Regions from separate parts of the Astyanax mexicanus genome. Here region 2 is linked to region 1. The links are chromatin contacts, called in public Hi-C maps. All regions are on one chromosome and are shown on one strand. The core of a region is the stretch at or near the end of the contact, and the rest is flanking DNA. Distances in the headings are between cores, read along the strand shown. Region 1 holds the start of ubac2 (UBA domain containing 2). Region 2 holds the start of mzt1 (mitotic spindle organizing protein 1).

Region 1 (4,826 bases), core at 1,269-3,768:
ATTTTTGGGGAAATTAAAGTTTTTAACGTGCTCCTTATAGTGTGAAAAATATAATAGTCTGAGGTGATCAAGCCACAGTGGGTGATTAGCAATTTCAGACATCCCACCTTTCCCTTGACAGGCAAAGATAAAATATAATGATACATATAAATACAACAAAATAAAAAATAAAATGAAAAGTATAAAAGTACAGTCTTTAGTGTGTGTGTGTGATGTAGAATGGAGGTAGTGCAGTTGAACACAATAGACAGTGAACACCAGTTGATGTGCATAAAGTGAGGATAACTGATGTCAGCCATACAGAAAGTGCAAATACAGTTATATAATAATTTAAATTTAGCAGTGCAAATGATACGTAAACAGTAGATGAATGATCTAGTGAATGAACTACTAGTGCAAAATAGGGTAGAACTATTAAAATAGTGTTATAGGCATCAGCAAGACTGAGAGTGTGTCCATAGCTGAGGGTGTGTCCATGGTGTGGCCAGAATTGCTGGAAAAAAAAGTGTCACAGAGTCTTTAGTTTGCTGTGCTGAGAGGAGGCCTGAGGGACAAAAGACTTTCGGAGTCTGTCTGTGGAGCAGGACTGGGACAGCAATTTGCAGCTCAGGAACAAGGCCTAAATAAAGAAGCACACTGTGGCTTATGAGAAAGTACATTTTTAAAGTGCGTTTTGGCAGCAAAATAGACAGCTTTGTGCTGGGTTGCTGTTTCTTACCATTTTTTTAAGGCTATTGTTGAGACCAACGATACCAAATTAGCGACTTTTCTGACCTTCTACTAACACTACAGCTAGTTTCACAGAGGAGATTCGCTAAACCTGACTGTAAGTGAGAGAAACAGTGACTGGTCTGATGTTTGCTCGTCGTTTACATTTAATTCCATCCATTTTTTTTATTGTGGCTACTGATACGATGCTAAAAAAGGTTAAGTAGTTCTGTTTCAAACTGAACAACTTTCTGCTGTTGATCACCTTAACAATAAGATGCCTATTTTTGTTTGTTTTTTTGTTTTATAGAAATCCAATTCCTTTCTGATTGGCAGCCTGTATTGTATAAGTAGGAAGAGCTGAATGGTGGAATATGCTGAGGTTAGTAAATGAGTTGATTCGTGATATCAGAACTGCTCATATCGAGAGCAAATTTTAAGGTTATTTTTGTCACGGAGGTTGATCAATGTAGTGTTAGGAGTCTTGCCCAAGGACTTTTGGATGTTTTGACATGCATCATATGAGGACCATATGAAGTAGGGGTGGGCGATATAGCTCTAAAATAATATCACGATATTTCAGGGTATTTTTGCGATAACGATATACTTGGCGATATAGGAAAACAGAAAAATTATTAATTAATTTCAGGAATATAGTATAAGAGTATAACAGCATAATCATAATGTGGCAAAATAAATAATATAGCATAAAATAATATAATGCAGCAAATAATATTGCCGAATATTTAGTGCATGCATATAAACTGCAAACTAAAACAATACAATACAATAATACAATAAATACACCTAAAGCTTCACAGTAAATAATAGACTACTTTTAAGACAGAACATCTCTATTATCACGATATGGATTTTTTACATCACAATATTTCTGTGTCACGATATATTGTATACGGTATAATACTGGCCACCCCTACAATGAAGTAAAGGTGTCTCTATCTATCCATTCATCCATCCATCCATCCATCCATCCGTCTGCCTATCTGTGTATGTAAAAACACGTGTTTCCATAATAGGTTTTCTTTAAGTTTGCTCGCGCTGCCACCTGCCGTCTGAACAGGTGAGATGCAACCTTAACTTCTCTTCACCAGTGGGGTGTGGCTAGATCTGCTCTAACTCCTCCCACGTCGTGTTTCATTGGTCTATCCTGTCGCGTTTTTTTCCGTGTAAAACACTGGAGCTGTAGTGATTCGTTGCTTAAAGTCTCTTGCTTGTAATTTATTTAAATATATTTTACATTTTCTTCCCCAGTATAAAAATAAGGTTTATACTTTAAAAACATAAAATCTGTAAAAGAAATCAAGTGAGTAAAAATTCCATAAAAGCAATGTGTTTTCTTGCAGAACACACATCTTTCTTGTTCTCTTGAAATATTTTTGAAACTGTTTTAAATCTTTTTTCCACTTTTGAATATTATTTTCCCAGCCTGTGTCTATGTACGTTTATCGTTTATTACGTTTATTAAAGAGAGAGAGAAAAAAGGGGGAGAAAAAAGAAAGAGAAAAAAAGAGAGAGAATTAAATTAAGAAAGAAAAAGAAAAAAAGAAAGAAAGACAGAGAGAAAAAGAAAAGGAGAGAAAGAAAGAAAGAGAGAAAAAAGACATAAAGAGAAAAAAGAAGAGAGAGAGAGAGAGAGAGAGAGAGAGAGAGAGAGAGAGAGAGAGAGAGAGAGAGAGAGAGAGAGAGAGAGAGAGAGAACTCGACTATATAAAAATAATCTTAGTTCCATATAAGAACCTGTTGGGAAATCCACCCTTAGATGGTTAGCGTTTCCTACTTCGAAAACGCGGAGTAAGACACAGACACACAAAGTTTGTCCCCTGCCAGCCGCCGTCCCCGACACCCTTTCCCCTCTCTTCTTCTTCCCACAGAGACTTTCCCTTTCCCCGGCTGAGAGTTTTATTAACTGCATGGCGGAGAGAAGCGGCGCCGCGGCCTAGTCTCTGCTGTTCTTCCACTCCGCGGTGTTTCCTGAGCGCGTGGCCGGCGGAATGTTCACCACTACCGGGTCCAGAGGGCTGTGTGAGTCCGCCTGCACCCTGTCATTCATTCCTGCTGAGTGTCTGTATCCAGACTGCTGTGTTTACTGCCGGGTTTACACTCTTAGCTGATATTAAATTGATTATTCCAGTTATTATAGTCCTTATACAGTCTATTTAACTTAAAATGTAACCTAACTTGCTTACTGCTGCTTCTTCAGACTCATAGACACCTTACACTTAACCTGAGTACAAATGTCTGTGGCCACCTTTTTTAAATACCCAAACTGACAAAAAGTCTAGACACTTACATTTCCTAAATCTAAATTGTTTCTAAGTGGTTGATTTGGTATGCCATGTGGTTGCTGTTGTGTTGCTAGGTGGTTGACAGGCTGTTTTGTGGCTGTAGTCTTTCCAAGTGGTTGTAATTGTATCTCAGGTGGTTGCTGTTGTTTTTTAGGTGGTTGGTTGGGTATGGTATTGCGGTATTATATGTAAGTGGTTGATATGGCATCCCAGGGTGACTATGGTGTTGCTAAGTGGCTGCAGTGGCATCTCAGGTGGTTGCTGTTGTGTTGTTAGGTGTTTAACTGGGTGCTGTAATATTTTCAAGTGGTTGATATGGTAAAGTTATTCCATGTGATCACTGTTGTGTTGTTAGGTGGTTGGCTGGGTATGATATTGCTGTAGTATTCCTAAGTGGTTTATATGGTATCCTGGGTGGCTATACTGTTGCTAAGTGGCTGCAGTGGAATCCCAGGTGGTTGCAGTTGTGTTGCTAGGTGGTTGGCTGTCTGTGGTGTTGCTGTAGTGTTGCTAAGTGGTTGGGTATGATATAGATGTGGGGATATAGCTGTAGTAAGTGGTTGATATGGTATCCCCGGTGGCTATGGTGTTGCTAAGCGGCTGCAGTGGTATCCCAGGTGGTTCAATTTGTGTCTATTTGGTTGGCACCCAGGTGATTGATGTAGTGTTTCCAAGTGGTTGGAAGTGTATCTCAGGTGGTTGCTGTTGGGTTGTTAGGTGGTTGACTGGGTATGGTGTTGTTAAAGTGTTGCTTTTACATAGATGGGTTATGTTGTGTTTTATTGTAAAGATTATACAAGCTGTGTTGATATTGCTGTAGTAAGTGGTTGATATGGTATCCTAGGTGGCGATGGTGTTGCTAAGTGACTGCAGTGGTATACCATGGGGTAGAAGTTGTGGGTGCTATTCTATTGCTAGGTGGTTGGCTGTCTGTGTTGTTGCTGTAGCAAATCTAAGTGGCTGATATGGTATCCCAGGTGGTTGGAGTTTTGTTTTGCTATTTGGTTGACTGTCTATAGTGTTGCTGTAGTGTTGCTAAGTGGTTGATATGGTATTCCAGGTAGTTGGCTGGCTGTGGTGTTGATGTACTGTAGTTTTGATAAGTGGCTGTTGTGGTACACCTGGTAGTTGCTGTTGTGTTGCTAAGTGGATGTATTGGGGTCTCAGGTGAGTGCTATTGTGTTTCTAGATGGTTTACTAGATGGTGTTTATGGCGTTGCTGTAGTATTGTAAAGTGGCTACAGTGGTATCCCAGTTGATTGCTTGGTTGTTGGCTGACTGTGGTGTTGCTGTAGTGTTTCTTAGTGGTTGGAAATGTATCTCGAGTGGTTGCTGTTGTGTTGTTAGGTGGTTGACTGGGTATGATGTTGTTAAAGTGTTGTTTTAATATAGATGGGTTCTGTTGTGTTTTATTGTAGAGATCATACAAGCTGTGTGGATAACGTTGTCTAAATTTACTGGTTGACCGAGTAGTTTTGGGCCTATTTGCTGTATGCAGGACATCAGTTGTCAGTAGTACCCAACGTCTCTGTCCCCAATCTCCATCTCTTACAGATAAAGCTCCTCTGTCGAAGAGCCTGCTGCTGCTGCCTGGCGCCCTCACTGTGCTGCTGATCCTGGGTCTGCCTCAGTACCAGAAGTTCTTTGTCTACAGCCTTCAGGCCGTGAAGCAGCACAAACAGGTGAGAGTTATTAATCAGTTATGGGTTTAACTCACTTTTTAAATCATTTTGGCATTTTTTAAAGTGGTTTTGATTCACATTCAGATAGCCTAACCTGAGATAACAGGGTATTAGAGAGTATTTTAGAGTC
Region 2 (5,068 bases), core at 1,527-4,026, 180 kb before region 1:
AAAATAACAGAATTTTAAAAAGTGTTTGTAAGCCCTTCATATTGGCTTTTGGTACTAAATTTTGGAGAAAAAAAACTGGTATGAACTTTATTATTTTTTATTTATTTTGTGTTGTAAAGAAGAAATTAGTTTTCATTCATTTATTCAATTTTTTTTTTAGTTTTTCCTTTTCTACTCCTCATAATCTAAATTTTAGGAAATTTAATTCAAGTATATATTTTTTCTGGATTTTTATATTCCCCCCATCTTGTAATAGAAGCAAGTTTGATTAGATCAGATTTTCTGTAACGAAATGCAAAAATGGAAAAAAAAAAAAAAAAAAAAAAAAAAAACATGAATAAAAATTGTTTCAACCTATTTTTCTTTAAATTCAGATTGCAGACATTAAAAAAAATAAGAAAACAAAAAAAGGATTTCAAAAAAAATATTTTCTATATTTAAAAAAACTTCGCACCAAATCAGAAAACTTAACTGTAACCCTTATACTGACAATAAGTAACATAAGAGAAAATAAGAAAAAAAAAAAAGAGATTTTATTTAATTTTAAATTTTGCGTAAAATTTTGTTTGGAAAAAAAAGTAGGCCGTAAATGGGACAAATTTAAAAACTAGGAAATAATACGAAAAGAAATAAAAAAGGACATAAGTACATTATTTATTCATTTATAATTTGTAACAATATAAATATAATTCTAGCAAAAATATACAGTAAAAAATAAATGTGTTGTTTAGCTTCCTTTTTCAAGCACAACAAATTCAGATTTTTACTTTAAAAAAAAAAAAGCTAATTTTAAACGTTACAGTCCCAAAATAAGTTAAGCAAAGTTTCTGGGTGTGCACGTCATTTTTAAAAATTAATAAGATATGGGTAAAAATAAATAATAAAAACAATCAATCAATCAATCAATCAATCAATCAATCAATAAATAAAAAAATATATATATATATATATATATATATATATATATATATATATATATATATATATATATATATATATATATATATATATATATATATTAGCATTCATAAGAAACTTATTTTCTTTAGTTTGGTCTAGTTTTTTCCCCTAGTCAGTTAGATTATTTAACTTACTTATTTAGGAAATTTCCTTTATAACACTGCAGCCCTTAGAGCTCAGCTCTGAGTAGTTAGTTAGTTAGTTAGTTAGTTATTTAGTTCGTTAGTTAGTTAATAAGTAAGTGAGTAAGTAAGTAGTACCAGTACAAGCGATTAAACTCCTGATTAAAAAACTCTAGCGCTTAATTCATCATTTATCTGCCTCATTCAGAACCGGATCAGTAAAGCGAGGTGTGAACTGCTGCTCTGTTAACCGGATTAAAGCGGATTTAACCCGAATAAACTCATAAAATCCTTAAAAACACAGAAAACACAGAACTCACCCTGACCTCCTCCTCGCTCCTGTTTCCTAGCCTGCTTTTGGTGTTCAAACGTTTGATTTAATTTTTGCTCAACGCACGCCAGCCAATCACAAGCGCGGGATTCTCACAGCGACCAATCAGAATCATTGCTCGGTGTGTGACGTCGTTTCCGCTTGCTCGCTTGCTCAAGTCCGCAGCTATGAGAGAGTCTGTATAGAGGAGAATACCCACTGCAGAAATGAATGGAAATATATGGAGCAACTGAGCAAAATTACAGTGTATTCATTTAAAGGAGTAATCTGGTGTAAAATGGACTTGGGTAGTGAAACATGATAATGAGTACAAACTTTTCTTGAATAGTCCTCACCTATTAGCCAAAGCAAAAAAAAAAAAAACAACAGGTTTACAATGCTAGTGATAGGGGCATAGAGTTTCTTATGAGAAATCACTATTTTTCAAGTCAAGTCCAGTCTAGCTTTTTTTGTCAATACTGCATATGTACAGGACATACAGAGAATTGAAATTACGTTACTCTTCTTCCAAAAGTTACAGCAAGTACAGCAAAATAATATTATAAATATAAAAGGATTAGACACACTAAATGTACAATACAACAATGTCACAGATAAGGACAGTAGGACAATAGTGATGGGGGATTAAAGAGAGAATGACAGTACCAGATTAAACAGAACTCGTACAAACATTAGTGCAAATATAGAGGTATAGAAGCTTAAGGCTGGTAAAGTGAATGAGTCCATACACTTCTTTAAATGCCACAGTCATAGGGGGAAACAGTGGGTATGGTAGTGCAGGTATAAGCAGTAGTGCAGGTATGGGGTGTGTGAGGTCCTATTAGTTCTTACTAAGTTTTTACACCATTAACAATGTCAAATTAGCTCCACACTTTATTGGTAGAATTCGTAGTTCCTGACATACGAGACATACGACAAACGAGGCACTGAGATCTATCTATCTGTCTGTCTGTCTGTCTATCTATCTATCTATCTATCTATCTATCTATCTATCTATCTATCTATCTATCTATCTATCTATCTATCTATCTATCAGTCTGTCTGTCTGTCTGTCTATCCATCTATCAGCTCCCCAAAACTAACACTAGCAGTAATGCTAGCGTCTTTCCAGCATAAAATCTGTTCCTGAAGACAAATGTAACCATATAGAAATGTTTTCTTTAGTGTTGTACCACAACTCTCTTAATACTTTCCAAAATTACAGAAATATCACAATAAAATAGTTAACTGCTATTTTTATTTAAGTTCTTAGCCCTTTAGCTTCATTCACTTCCATTTTTTGAGGTCTCACTCGCGGGCTTCCCCTAGCGGTCAGAACTCATTTACTGAATTTACTATTATATCTAACGGGTGAGATGGGAAGTGGGCCGTCTCGCTGTAAACCGGCTGTGGTGTTGAAGCTAGCTAACGCTACAGTAAATGAGAATAAACAGCTAACGAGCAGGTTTCTGCAGTTTATAGACTATTTTTATGAGTTTATTTAGACTAAATAAGAATTTAAGTATATAGTTAAAGGGTTAAAATTGAAACACGTCGGACAAACCCGGAATATAACGACAAATAGCGTGTAAATAGCTAAAGTTAAATAGTTTGTTGTTGCTGGTGCTAACGTTAGCTCGTTAGCTTATCGTTGTGATGGCCAGCGCTGCCAGTACCAACATGAACGCTGTGCGGGAAACGATGGACGGTGAGGAAACAGAGTTATTTAATCTATTTAACTACTGATTTTTTTTAATATTTTCTGTTTAATAATGTCCTTATATTAGTGAAATCCTATACAGAAGGCTTGCTAAGCTAATAGCGAAGCGAAGCTAACATAACCTGCATAGCTTACCCACCGCTCTATGTATCTGTCTGGCTGTAATGAGAGTGTTAAATGTGATTTATTATTGTTTTTATTTAACTGAAGTTTTTCTGTAATGTTGTTTGTTTTTTTCTCAAGCATAATATTTTCTGTTATTAGTCTAACATCTAAGCTATAGTGTTCACTTCATTACTAATTCATTAAAGGTTAATAGAAGCTTGTAGAAGTAACTGTTACACTAGGGCTGCAACTAACGTCTATTTTCATAGTCGACTAATCTGTCGATTTTTTCCCCCATTTGTTCGATTAGTCACGATTATTATTAATTTGGATTTCTTCATATTGTTTATTTATCAGTCACAATTATTTTTCAGTTTGGTCGATTAGTCATGATTATTATTGTATTTGATATGGTGGCTATTGTTTTTTTTTTTATTAGTCACGATTATTTTCTGATTGGTCAGTTAGTCACGATTATTATTTTTCTGTTAGCCAATTGGTCGCTGTTATGTTTTTTTTTTTTGTATCAGTCACAGTTATTTTCTGGTTGGTCGATTGGTCACAGTTATTATTATTATTTTTGATTGGTCAGATTATTCTCCATTTAGCCAGTTAGTCATAATTATTATTTTTCTATAAGTCGATTGGGCGTTTCTTTATTTGTTTATTTCAGTTAGGCTTCAGTTAATCACGATTATTATTATTTTCGATTGGTTGCCATTGTTTATTCATGAGTCACGATTAGTTTCCGTTTTGTCAATTAATCATGATTATTATATTTTAATGTATTAGTCAGTCTAATATATTGGATTAGTCATTTGGTTGCTATTATTTATTTATCAGTGACAATTATGTTCTGTTTGGTTGATTAGTCACGATTATAAGTTTTCTAGTTTTCAATTTCAAAGTTAATTGGTCTCTATTTTGAATTTTTTTGTTTTTATTTACCTATTTTTTTGTCACAAATATTTTCAGTTTGGTCAATTTTTTTTTTATTGGTTTCTATAATTTTTTTTATCAGTCATGCTTATTCTCAGTTTGGTTGATTAGTCACAATTATTAGTATCATAGAGAATTGTCTTGTGATATATCAAGTATTACAGCATCACAGTATTAGGATGTGATACTGTTTTTGTAGACAGTAACCTTGTTCTTTTTGTCTGTTTTTCAGTTCTGCTGGAGATCTCCAGGCTTCTGAATACAGGGCTGGATATGGAGTCCTTGTCCATATGTGTTCGTCTGTGTGAGCAAGGAATCAACCCTGAAGCCCTTTCATCAGTCATAAAGGAGCTACGCAGAGCCTCAGACACACTTAAGGTAACTTAAGGTGTAGTAACATAAGATAACAGAAACTGCCCACTCTGCCAAAATACCAATTGGTCTTATATAATGTTCTAATTTTCTGAGACACTGTTTTCTGGGTTCTCATTGGCTGTAAGCCATAATCATCAACAATAAAGGAAGTAAGCACTTAAAATAGATCACTCTGTGTTTAATACATCTATATAATATATGAGTTTCACATTTTGAACTGAATTACTGAAATAAAGTAACTTTCAATTTATATTCAAAATATACCACTTAATAAAAATGTGATGATCAGGTTTATAAAAATAAAAGGGATGAGATGTGCTCAGTCATTAATGAACTAACATTTCCCTATTATGTCTAACTTGATCTGTTCCAGGCCTCTGAAAACAGCACAAGTCAAGGATGACCTGCGTCTATAGTGTCTCCACTTCTAAACCCTGTAGTTGAAAAATCGTTTAGAATGAATTCTTCCAGAGACTGATTTATATTAAATGATGAACCTGAATGATGGTATTTAACCTGTTCTCTGTGCACATCGCT

The links. Hi-C and Micro-C count contacts between places; a contact is called where the count stands out from the background.
Region 2: a Hi-C map of muscle shows a contact between it and region 1, with 9 times the contacts expected there. The contact joins the promoter of mzt1 here to the promoter of ubac2 in region 1. A contact is called at or near these places in 2 of 3 Hi-C or Micro-C datasets (both in muscle).

The regions. Positions count from the first base shown.
Region 1 is chr21:31,590,307-31,595,132 of AstMex3_surface, reverse strand. ubac2 (UBA domain containing 2) reads left to right here and starts at 2,518. Exons shown (of 9, transcript XM_049469710.1): 1 at 2,518-2,751; 2 at 4,569-4,696. The coding sequence starts at 2,721. The region is part of intron 5 of tmem41ab (transmembrane protein 41ab); the gene reads right to left.
Region 2 is chr21:31,770,403-31,775,470 of AstMex3_surface, reverse strand. mzt1 (mitotic spindle organizing protein 1) reads left to right here and starts at 2,776. Exons shown (of 3, transcript XM_022674626.2): 1 at 2,776-3,100; 2 at 4,389-4,534; 3 at 4,905-5,068. The coding sequence starts at 3,049. The coding sequence ends at 4,934. The region is part of intron 5 of tmem41ab (transmembrane protein 41ab); the gene reads right to left. bora (bora aurora kinase A activator) reads right to left here and starts at 1,590. Exons shown (of 11, transcript XM_049469707.1): 1 at 1,403-1,590.